Regions from separate parts of the Mus musculus genome. Here region 1 is linked to region 2. Evidence: chromatin contacts called from public Hi-C data. All regions are on one chromosome and are shown on one strand. The core of a region is the stretch at or near the end of the contact, and the rest is flanking DNA. Distances in the headings are between cores, read along the strand shown.

Evidence for each region. Hi-C and Micro-C count contacts between places; a contact is called where the count stands out from the background.
Region 1: a contact with region 2 is called in a Hi-C map of liver, with 7 times the contacts expected there. A contact is called at or near these places in 18 of 484 Hi-C or Micro-C datasets (the C10 cell line, bone marrow-derived macrophages, cumulus cells and 9 more), 5 of 130 datasets of targeted methods (the HPC-7 cell line, the NIH/3T3 cell line, embryonic stem cells and 2 more) and 2 of 9 other capture datasets (embryonic stem cells and macrophages).

Annotation. Positions count from the first base shown.
Region 1 is chr19:32,667,882-32,674,516 of GRCm38.p6, forward strand. Atad1 (ATPase family, AAA domain containing 1) reads right to left here. Exons shown (of 10, transcript NM_026487.3): 10 at 4,682-6,483. The coding sequence ends at 6,363. Among named protein-coding and RNA genes, the nearest start is that of Atad1, 41 kb to the right of the region's middle.
Region 2 is chr19:32,519,941-32,526,205 of GRCm38.p6, forward strand. No RefSeq gene overlaps it. Among named protein-coding and RNA genes, the nearest start is that of Gm36419, 20 kb to the right of the region's middle.

The DNA.
Region 1 (6,635 bases), core at 435-2,934, 150 kb after region 2:
TTAATTAATTAAAAAAAAATGAGTGAATGGTATCATTTGTAGTTCCTTTGTTGTTTTCTCCTCAGATCATAGTTGGTGACTCCTATTATCAATTAGTAGGGTACACAAGTCCAAGAAATGTCTATGATCATGTGTCACTCTTAAGGAAGTGCAAACAAATCCTGGAAAAGCATACATAAATCAATCAGTCAGACCTTACATCAGTGTACTGGCAGGTGTTATGTGTCAACTTGACACAGCTGGGGTTATCACAGAGAAAGGAGCTTCAGTTGAGGAAATGCCTCCATGAGATACAACTGTAAGGCATTTTCTCAATTAGTGATCAAGGGCGAAAGGCCCCTTGTGGGTGGGATCATCTCTGGGCTGGTAGTCTTGGGTTTTATAAGAGAGCAGGCTGAGCAAGCCAGGAGAGCCAGCAAGTAAGGAACATCCCTCCATGGCTTCTGCATCAGCTCCTGCTTCCTGACCTGCTTGAGTTCCAGTCCTGACTTCCTTGGTGATGAACAGCAGTATGGAAGTGTAAGCTGAATAAACCCTTTCCTCCACAACTTGCTTCTTGGTCATGATGTTTGTGCAGGAATAGAAACCCTGACTAAGGCCATCAGTATTTATCAGGCCCCAATATTTCTTTCTAACCCATCTGTCCTGCAAATAAACAATCTTGGTTCCTCAAGAACAGCAAGTTTGCATTCCCCTCCCCCATTTCCCACTTTTCTATGAGGCATCTGAGTCTTGCAAGCATTTATATTCTGCATAGGTGTCCTTCCAGGCAAGAAACCAGTGAATCTAACAGACGAGCTAGTTGTTCTTGTGCCTAAAGGTTTAAGGGGACGATGCAGCTTTTGAATGACTCAAATGTCCATTGTCTACTAATAGGCAGTTAGAGACCGTCTGTATAGGGATGCTGATCTTTCCCAACCCTGGCATCAACATAGTTCCTTGGGGAATACTTTTACTGGGTCGCACAGAACAGTTACCAAACGAAGATGGCACTCAAACGGTTCACTATATGCATTCCAAAGTTATTTTACTTAAATTAGTAAAAACAAATGGGCTACTTGCTAGATTTGAACATTTTAGCCAGGTTCTAGAGGTAAAAAAAAAAACTATTTTATTATGAGGCTAGCAAATCAGAGTGGGGAAAACAATTTTTAAAAACAACAAAAAACAAACAAACAAACAAACAACCCAAAAGAAAACAAGCCAACCCTCTTCATTTGGAGAGAAGTAAGCCATTCAGAGGTAAGCTTGGCCTTACCTTGGCAGTATTAGTGCAGAGAGTAGACCAGTATGAATGGAGGAAGGATCTGTGTGTTTATCTGCCAGGGATATTTTGCAAAGATGAGGGTAATTCAGGAGAGATTGAAGACAACAGTGTATTTATTGGGACAAACTGCAAGGGCAAACACACCTACAAAAATAGACCGCTAGGCTACAATCCCGCTACTTTGAATTTTGTCAAGAACATGCCAGGAAAGGGTCTAGATGCCTTGTATGTTCTCAAGATGACTGGATTCCACCTTTCAGAATTAAAAACAAATGAAAGCGACAAGCATCTGAAGGTGGAACCCAAACTCCTCCCAGCTCCAAAAAACAAGATGGAAAAGCTGGTATCGGGGTGAGTAGGGGCTCAGCCAAGCCAGCCAACTTGTTCAGTTAAAGACACCGCACAGGTCCAGTGCAACTAGGACTGGAACAGGCAACGATCTGCCCTTTACTCTTGTCAGAGGAAAGGTCTTGCACTCACTGGAAACAAAAACCTGTGTTTTGTTTCACTTTCCACAGCTCTCTTGTATCAGCCAGCTAGTATAAAAACATTAAGTTATTTTACCTAGGCAGAGTTGGCCATAGTAAATAGCACTCCAAGCGAAAGAACTTAGCAGGGTCCCACACACCAGCCCTTGGAAGCCTGTCCACAGGAATGGCTCCCTTCTCATTCTCTGCACACCCACTGGGTTACCTGTGGTTCACAGTCAGCTGGCTAACTGCCACTCTAGTTTGTCCAACACTCTCTCCAGAAGTTTTTAGAATGAATTTACCCATCTCCTTTTGTTCTTAGTCTCAATGTCTCCAACAGACCCCTATACTCAATGCCATCTATTTTAATAACCCAAGGAGTTCTCAGAACAACAGGCAAAGTTCCTGAAGGCCAATGAAGGAATAATAGAAGGCCTTGAGCAATCTTTGCTAAAAATAAAACCCATTTGGAGCTCAATATTTAGATCGGTTCCTTCAGCTCCCCTCTGAGGCCAGGCATCCCACCTGCTTCAAATAAATTATTTTCTAGATTATCTACAGTTGGTTGCTGCCAACAGAATCCTAGTTGGGTAGTCTTTCTAAGATTGACTAAGGCCTAGATGTGCCTGTGAAGAGGCATAATGACATATGCTATCTGTAGAGTATCTGATTTCTGAAATCTAATGCATCTTTAAAACAATGTGGTCCACCGGGCGTGGTGGCGCACGCCTTTAATCCCAGCACTCGGGAGGCAGAGGCAGGCAGATTTCTAAGTTCGAGGCCAGCCTGGTCTACAAAGTGAGCTCCAGGACAGCCAGGGCTTTACAGAGAAACCCTGTCTCGAAAAACCAAAACAAACAAACAAACAAAACCCAAAACAACAATGTGGTCTACATTATGTCTTGATTACACATTTATATATCCGTTATCAATTCTTTTTGGTGTTTGGTTAGAACTGCGCCATCATGGTGGCCATTGAGGCTCCAGGCACTAGGAAAACTGATGCAGGAGTTTCAGGACAGCCTGGGAGACCCTCTCTCAAAAACAAACACCTGAACTGTCATGGTTTCCAAACCCATGTTTTTTATGTGTCCCACAACATAGCACTAACATTCACTTCATCTTAGTTCAAAGCACAAAAGCTATCTAAAACCAGTCTCAAAATTTTGATTTATGTGTGTTTATCATGTGAGTATGGCTGCTTGCAGGCACCAGGAGTTTGCCTTGGAGTCTCTGAAATGGGAATGTCAGAAAATTGTGCGGGAAGGAACTGGGTGCTGGGAATGAACCTTGTGTCCTTTGAAGAGCAGCATGCACGCTCTTAACTGCTGAGCCATCATTTCAGTCTCCACAAAAAAAAAGGTTTAGAACTGTAAATATTAAGACTACCACAAAAACCACCCCATCAGAATTTTAGTAATACTCTCACTGGCTACTATCATAAACGGTTGTAACAATTACCAGGTTTGCCAGCATGTCTTCAATTAACATTGTGAAATGACTTTCTTGATTTGATTTCATTTACATGGTAACTCTTAGCTACTTTAGTAGGTTCAGTTAGATTGTTTCATATGGATCAGATCCTCTTAAATATGATTGCAACAGATTTATTATTTTTAATTGTGATTTATTATTTTTAATTGTGTGTGTGTGTGTGTGTGTATGTGTGTGTGTGTGTGTATGTGTGTGTGTGTGTGGGTAGGTAGGTGTATGTGTACATGTGAATGCAGGTGCTCACAGAGGCATTAGAGTCTCATGGAAATGGAATTATACACCACTGTATAACATGGCCAACATGGGTGCTAGGAACCAAACTCAGATCTTCTGCAAGAACAAATAGCACATGATCCTAACTACTACATCTTATCTCTGGCCCCTTTGGACAGAATTTTCCCCAAACATAGAGGATGGTACAGCTTTACTTGAGATACCAAGACAATGCTGGAATTTTATTCATGTAGGCTATACCCTCCCTTTTTTGCAATTTTTAACATTCTGACTTTAAGAGAGGCTTAAAAATGTAATTATATAACACCCAGTTTATTTCATCCAGAAGAAAGCCATAACCTGTCCATAAATAACCCAATTACAGTAGAGAAATAAAGCCAACCAATGAGAGGCTCCTCTCACTCTTACACAAGCAGCTGACCCTCCAGACACTGTCATCTTGAATCAAACCCGTAAATTACAGATGTTAAATAATCCTGGTTTATTATGGTCCATAGCAAAATATTTAGATCATTTCAACCCAGCTCTTAATGAGTCCCAGCTTTAACTGCAGGTATGGAGTAGGATTCAGCAGGAAAGAGGTAGTGAAAGTTGACTCAAAGTCAAAACTGACTCAAACACTGAGTTTAAAAAATCTCAATTTGAAAAGGCATGAAAACAGGAGGAGACATCAAACCAATCAGAAGTCATCCAACAGTGAGAGTCAGAGAACCATCGCATGGCTTTTTCATCTTAGTCCCTAGAGTGTAGGCCTAGAGATGACAGAAATGGCTTAGAGACTGAGACACAGTTGGGCTGACAAGATACACATGTTACATACAGTATAGAGAATGCCGTCAGTAGCGTAATAGCTAACATTTGTGCAGTGATTGCAAGGCACACTACTGAGTGCCTCCATGCTATCGCACTGTCCCAACTCCTTAAAAGTAGGTGCCACAGTTGCCTCATAGATCAGAACAGAAACGAAGCAGCAAATAAGCCTGATTCAATCTGTACAACCCAAAGCAAACGCTTTAAAACCTAACAGCCAACCACATATGTGAAATGCCTCTCTCAAGCAGAATGGAAATTACAAACACTCAAAAGCTGCCTAAGTTATATGGAAATAGTTTCTCTGACTTGATGGCTTAATATGCCTACAGGAGTCATGGTTGTTGGGATTAGTGTATTTCTCTTCATCTGGTTAGAACCATAAAAATTCAGTGCTGTAATTGGATAAATTCTATTGAATTTAATAGAAGATGAAAAAGACACAAAGAAATATACACATCAATCATTTCTGAACATGCCATTACATTAAAATTAAATTACTAAAACTCATATTTAAACAGAATAAATCAATATTAAAATGTCTGCTATAAAAATGTGAAATGTCAACTGCAATATAAAAACTGCCCAAACACAAATCTTATAAACAACAAAATCCGCAATCCAAGCAACTGAAAACAATCAAGAACTAAGTGGGGAAAAAAGAATCAAAAGGAAAGGACTTTTATTGTAAATTATAAAAACAGGATATGTTTCTTGGCGTCTTGTATTAGCATTCATTTCCCATCATCTTTACAATCTTGCCCAGCTTGCTTTTTGTTATCCTAAGTAGTCTCCCGCAATCTATAACCCCAAAACACAAATGGAGGAAGAAAGTGTCTAGAAGGTTCTTGTGAGACACATTACTAGAGAAATTAACTCAGTAAACATAGGAAAATTTAGTTTTCAAAGAAATAAAACAAATAATAAAACCCGTCGTCGTTTAATCTCTCTGGTGACTCAGAGGCACCTTAGGACTGTGCTGTGGCACTGTACTCTAGTTCTGTCACATGTCAAGGTGCCTGAATCAGAAGTCTGGCTACTGGAGGTTTGAAAAAAGAAGAGTTTTATATGTGGTTCACATAGCATCAAGTGACTACAGATACAACACAAGAATTTTGATGTGTATTATTTGAACACATTTATAAATGAGAAAAATTTTAAATTTAAGTTACAAAGTGAGTATTTTTTAGCACATTTAGTAGTGACTATTTATATAAACTATCATTTTGTTTGGGTGACCAAATGAAATTTGAACATAATTAAAGAACATATAACTTTCAAACAACATTAATACAGTTACAGACCTGTTACACTGAGAATTATGTACACGTATTAAAGAGGACTGAGGTTTCTTAAACCCATTCTTTTGAAAGGTTTTTAATCCTTCTTAATGTAATTCAGTGTAAAACTTCAAAAAGTCTACTCGGTGTCACAGCAGGATGAGGTGGAATAATCCCTGCTGATCACTGAGCAAACTGTGTTTGTCATCTGATTCTCCTGACAACCACTATACTTGAGACACGTGCATATTCAGATGTAGTTGATTCAACCAACCGCAGAGAAAAATGTTCAACTTAAAAAAACTGCCCAAACACCTAGTGACACCTAGGAATGGCTGAATCTCCCTGGACCTGTCAAATCCTGCCTTAAATCCCAGTTTTGCTACAGACTATCTGGTGCTTTTGGATTCAGTAGTTGGGGGGAAAAAAGCTTCTGAATTCAAACCTATCTACAGAATATTTAAAAAAAGTGGATATATACATTTGATATACACTCATACACACACACTCACATTCATACTCACGTGTCTAGAAACCAGCACCTAACCACACCCCATTCCTCACTAATGACAAATCATTTACTCCATTAAGACCAGCTTAGACTCTATAAGGCTATAACAGCATATGGCTAAAAAGGTCAGACAAGCACCCACACTCAGGCTGCACTCAGTTTCCTCCGCATGATTTCTGACAAGCAATAACACCGTTTATATAACAGAGCAAAGATCTGAGAATATGACCCAAGCCTGGATTTCCCTCACTGCTGTGCAGACGGGAGCACTGGACAGCACAAATGATCCTCAACTCCTAATCTAAACAAACGTGAGTTAGAACATTCTGAAAGGCTGCATCCTTTGACTTCTTCATCTTTTCAATTGCCCGATGCAGGTCCTGCTGTTGCACAGGCCGGATTTCATCTTCATCGTGACTAAAATGCAAACAAAACAATCAAATTGCCAAATCTCTTTATAGAGTATACCTACCTAAAATATTTTACCAAGATTCAAAAGATGCATGTGTTGAAAAATGATTTTGTTTTTAATTACACAAGAGAGTAACAACAGTTTCTTCCTCCTTCAA
Region 2 (6,265 bases), core at 1,946-4,445:
CCTTTCCCTTTCCCTTTCCCTTTCCCTTTCCCCTTCCCCTTCCCCTTCCTCTTCCCCTTCCTCTTCCCCTTCCTTTCCGTTCCTCTTTCACTTTTTTTTTTTTAAGTTTATTGAGTACACTGTAAGTGAGTGGCAGGCTGGCCAATCACAAGAGTGGGGCCCGTAGCCAATACTGATTGTCTTGTCTGAATGTCAACAGTGTAGAAACTGAGGATGGAGAGATGGCTCATTCTGAACAGCTTGCTGCTCGGTCACGAGGACCTGAGTTCGTATCTGTGGCATCCACGTGAAAGGCCAGGCACAATGGCACACATCTGTAATCCCAGGGCTGTAGAGGCAGAGATGGGTTAGTCCCCAGAGCTCAAGGACCACCTAGCTTCACTGAAACTCTGAGCTCCAAAACGTAATGTGGAAATCAACTGGGGAAGACACTTAATATCAACCTCTGATTTCTACACACCTGAATATGCAGTTGGTGCACACACGAAGCTGTACATACACCTAATGCTTTGAGAAACTTTCAACAAAATAAATATTTGGGAAAAATAATTAGGGCTGTTTGCTTGTTCATTCACTTGGTTGATTTGGTTTGAGTTTTTGTTTGTTTGCTGTTTGAAACAAAGTCCTTCTGTGTATCCCTGGCTAGCCTAATACTCTTTATGTGTAGAGAACTTTTAATCCAGCAACATGGCTGCTCTGGCAAGGGATCACACTCAAAGAGCTTCTAGGTCTCTGTGATCTGGCTGGAATGCAGACACACTTTAGTGCACACCTTTAATCCCTAACAATAAAGGTAAGGTTCGTTTGTAGAAGGAAGCAGCCATGTTTGAAAGTCCTGTCTAACTGGGGGGCAGACAAAGTGACAAATCAGAAAAAGATTTGACAGAATGAGTCAGAGATAGGATACGCCCAACTCGCACCAGCACAGGAGAGGCTATGGAAGGGGGGGGGGAGGGCTGGAGGAGAGAGGTGGTGTGTGTGTATGACAGTTTTACAAAGGCAGGTTGCAGAGAGATCAAGCTAGACACAAGTGAAAACAGAATGAGCCAGAAAATGAGAATGAGCCAGAAGATTAGAACAGATTGCTGATGTTAGTATGAGGCCAAGCAGAGCAATTCAGGGAGACACAGAGAGAAGCCAGATTGAGTCAGTCAACTTGGTAGATCAGATTATACGAAGGCTAAGAGCTTCTAGGCCTAGCCTAGGCATAGTTAGAACAGAGGAAGAAATGCTCTGGGCTCAGCCCAAGCCATGGATTTGCACAGCTTGGGCGTAGCTCTCATCTCATCACTTCCACTGAGGAAATAAAACAGACATTTACAGTTATGTGGTTAGGTTGGCCTCAGATGCTTAGCAGTCCTCCTGTCTCAGCCTCTCAGTGTTAGGATGATAGGCCTCTTTCTGCCCAAGAAATGTTTATGCAATCCCAGAATATAAGTTTATAATATATGTATACAAATCGAACATTTGGTGATAAGAAACAGTTGTTTGGTAAACATATAATTCTACATTTTATTTAAAAAAAACAAGTTTACATACTATTAAGATAAGTGTGCTTTTTAAAAAGAGCAGCAGTACTTTCTTTTAAAAAAAAGATAGATTTATTTATTATGTATACAGTATTCTGCCTAAATATATGCCTGCTCACCAGAAGAGGGCAGCAAATCTCATTATAGATGTTTTTGAGCCACCATGTGTTTGCTGGGAATTGAACTCAGGACCTCTGGAAGAGCAGTCAGTGCTCTTAACCACTGAGCCATCTCTCCAGCCCGTGTGTGCTTATTTTTACTTAATTAAAATCATGGTCGAATGCTTGATACTGCAGAATGTAGGACATCTTCAACATTTCTCAGAGTTAATCAGTGCTTTGAATAATCTATACGGAGAACTCTGCTTTGCATAAATACATAGCAAAGAATGGTAGTGGCAATTTTTAAGGTAACTTCAGAAATAGTTGGAATTTCTATCCTAATCCCAAGCCAAACTTCACAGCTATCTCTTACGAAATGTAGGTCAACAACTCAGAAACAGCAATTCTTAAAATCAAACTTACTTTCTTTCTCTCTCTCTCTCTCTCTCTCTCTCTCTTTTTTTTTTTTTTTTTTTTTTTTTTTTTTAGAATGGATCAATTTGCATTTTTCCACATACTGGCTGACACTTAAGCCAGCAACATTGGCTGATATGCTGTCTTTTTTTCACTGGATGGTTTTGGCTTCTTTGTCACATATCAAGTGACTATAGGTGTGTGAGTTCAATTGTGGCTCTTTAATTCTATTCCCTTGAACTACCTGTCTCTCTCTGTGTACCAATACCATGTGGTTTTTAGGACTAAAAAAAATCAAACTTTCTAACACAATAAAATCCAAAGATATATGAATTTGATACTTTATATGGTATGGGCAATAGAAAAATGTTCCAAGACTCTGTTTTCCATTAACCCACTATATTAGCGTGCAGTAAAAACTTTATATGTGCAGTAAAAAAACAGAGCAGTTCATACTGCACGTCATGTCTCATGTCTGAACTGAGGTGTTTCGGGCTGTGCCCATTGGTGTTGGATGGCGTCGCATGATACACAGTCCTTGTGTGTGCTCAGAACCAGGGCTGCAGAAAGGCAAGAAAGGCAAGAGTACCAGAATCATCCAAGACTTGTTGCACATTTGATTTGTTTATTAATCTTGTTTGTACTTTCAGAAACCTTTTACTATTGCTGATTTGTTTTTGTTTTGTTGTTGTTGTTTTCTTTTGCAACTCTCTCCCCACATTGAATTATGTGACTTCCATATGGTGTAGCAGCCCACAGTGTAAGAAGCTGTGGACTGTCTGAGCGTACATTGGTGAAATCTGTCACCAGACACGGGCAGCTAGGAAAAACCTGTTTGATTCTGAATGCTTTTCTTATCCTTGGGGTCTGTCCACTGGCTTCCCTTCCTTGAGGGAATCTTTCTTTCTCTCACCTTCCTTAGAATGCAGAAGAGTAGGCGTGCTCCCAGAAGCTGTTGATAGTTGGAGATCATGCTGAGGGAGGGTGCCTTCCTGACTGATCTATTTTAGCTGTAGAATAGCAGTGCCCTTATCTAACCAAATACTGTAGGCCGAGGGAAGTCCCTGGATCTCCGTACCATGCTACAGAGTTCAAGGACTCCATCAGCCAGGGCGTTCAAAAGGCAAGATAGAAACAGTTGTCTTTTTCCTGGTCCTGAGCCCAACACAGGACACTCCCAGATGTGCATACAGACCTCGGAGTAGGTGGACTCTACACTGTCTAACCATGTTGCAAGGCTTCAGGTTTTCTAATAAAGAGGGTGAGGTCGCCAGGGTCACACTCAGGAGCTTCTCCAACCTGCTTCTAATTTTGCTTCAGACATCGACCTGCTGGAGGTGAGAAAAATCAGGAAAACCTTTTCAAGCTCCAACTGCTGTTGGCCTCTGTGGTGGGAACGTTTCCTGGAGTGTATTCACCCCAGATAGGACCCTACCCCAGATAGCACTGAAGGAATGTATCAATTTGCATTTTTCCATATACTGGCTGACACTTAAGCCAGCAACATTGGCTGATATGCTGTCTTTTTTTCACTGGATGGTTTTGGCTTCTTTGTCACAGATCAAGTGACCATAGGTGTGTGAGTTCAATTGTGGCTCTTTAATTCTATTCCCTTGAACTACCTGTCTCTCTCTGTGTACCAATACCATGTGGTTTTTAGGACTAAAAAAAATCAAACTTTCCAACACAATAAAATCCAAAGATATACGAATTTGATACTTTATATGGTATGCCACTGTGCCTAGCTTTGTGAACCGGTGAGTTTATCAGGCTTACCTAATGGAATACAGAGGACCCTTAAAACACCAGCATCACTGGAAGTCCCAACCAAGCACGAGTGTAGACCTCTCAAACACTGCAAAGATAGAGGCCCCTTTGCCTAACTGTTTACCGCCTAGTCACCCGAGGTAGCAGTGTGCAGCTGTGTACAGTTGCATGAGGGAACAAGTGCTGCTTAGGAGGTAGGGCGTGGCTGGCCTCCCTGGTAAGTCTCTGAAGCTTTCCCTTCCTCCTATGAATGACTGTGCATAGTCTTGCTGCCATTTCCTGCCAGTACTCAAAGCTGCTGATTCAGATGCTAACGGCCATGCTATGCTCAGAGGACAACATTCCACAGCAGTCTCACTCTTACAAAAAAAAAAGTGCTAAAAGCGTGTCTAGCAGACCTCCACGTTGCTTCAGACACCTCTTTCCACCTCCCAAAATCTCTGATTACTGTGTATGTATGTCATAAGCACTTTCCTAGATGGATACCTGTGTTCATTGGCATTCGCTCAAACACGTGTACAAGAGCCAGTCCTAAGGGAATCATCTCATGTAACGTTATAGCATACCCTAAAATTCTCCTACCCAGCGATAGACGTGGTGTTAGATTATAAATAGGTTCTGTATATTATAGAATAGCACTGGGCGGGGACCATACCTACACCTGAGAAGCCCTGGAGCACAGGAAGATTAAGTTTTCCACTTCATCCTGATACTGCGGTTAGTGCTATGAGGCCCATCTGGCCAGTGAGAAGATGGTGGAAGTTAGTGGTGCTATTTTATATTTCCTATAACACTTTAGGCTCCATCTAAATTGGCTTCAGCTCCCTCGGGACTAGCAGTGGAATTAGGACACGTTTATTTGGGGCTTTGTAGTCTGTTTCCATGATGCAGACTAATTGTGAACTACTGGACTCTCTGACTGCATCCCTGCCATAGAAATGTGTTCCAGATGCTGCTGCCCTTTGCCCCCTGGGGCCACTGGCTGTAATTGCTGAGACCAGGAAGTTGTAAGAAATGGAAGCTAGAAACAACTTAGGATGGGAGCCTCATGTCCAACCTCTTCAGTTTCTCCTGTCTCCCATGCCAGCTGATCGAACCACATGCTTAGTCTAGAAGGTTTTTTTGTTTGTTTGTTTGTTTGTTTTTTAGTTCATCAGGGGGTTGGACAGGCTCTTGATTCTTTTCTCTTAATTACACTCATTTATTTGTTGGGGTAGGAGGTGCATGCCGCTGTGTACTTGTGAAGGTCAGAGGACAACTTGTGGGAATCGGTTCTCTCCATCCGACATGTGGGTCTCCAGGATGGAGCTCATTGTTGGCCATGGAAGCAAGTGCCTTTACTCTCCGAACCATCTTGCTGGTCCAAGTTCATTGATTCTTGTATTAAACCATAACCTAGAATTATATCTGAAGTTTTTCAGAGCAAGGCACATGTACTGGCTGGTTTTGTGTGTCAACTTGACACAGGTTGGAGTTATCACAGAGAAAGGAGCTTCAGTTGAGGAAGTGCCTCCATGAGATCCAGCTGTAAGGCATTTTCTCAATTAGTGATCAAGGGAGAAAGGCCCCTTGTGGGTGGGACCATCTCTGAGCTGGTAGTCTTGGGTTCTATAAGAAAGCAAGTAGGGCAAGGTAGGGGAAGCAAGCCAGTGAGTAACATCCCTCTGTGGCCTCTGCATCTGCTCCTGCTTTCTGACCTGCTTGAGTTCCAGTCCTGACTTCCTTTGGTGATGAACAGCAATTTGGAAGTGTAAGCTGAATAAACCCTTTCCTCCCCAATTTGCATCTTGGTCACGATGATGGTGCAGAAGCAGAAACCCTAAGACAGCACAGCTCACACCTGTTGGAAGTTATTAAAATAAGGTGCAATCTATACCTTGCTGTAATTCCATATAGAGCCAAGTTGCAGCATATGTTTATTGATTTTATTTAAAAAAAAAAGAAAACCCCACCTGTTAGAGCAATAATTGTGACTCTGGCATGAGATTACATACCAGAGGTTAAAAATGCTGTGTGCTCATATGTTTTATGTGCATGCTGTGTATGTGTTAATTAGGTTTTAGCCCCATTTTTTATATGTCCGAAATCTTAGGAGAATTCTCAAAGAAAGAAGATATCTACGTTTGACCTCCATCTCAGTCCTCACTCAGTGACACAGCTGTCATCTATATAGGCCAGACCTCACTGTCCCACTACTGAAACCTGTTGATTCCATAAAGCAGGTGGCTTGAACAGAGAGATGGATGAAAACGTCAGGGCTCTGCCACCAACTTGCCATAAGCTGCCTGTACTGCCTCGTGGCAATGATCTCCATCCTTCCTCGTCCCCATGTAATGGAGTATGCCTTCTGCCTGTTGCAGTAGCTCTGTGAGGGGCAGCAATCACCATACCACCACCCCACTGTTTGACACGAGTAGAGTCTGGTATTCCTGAGGTAACCCTTTCTAAATCTGT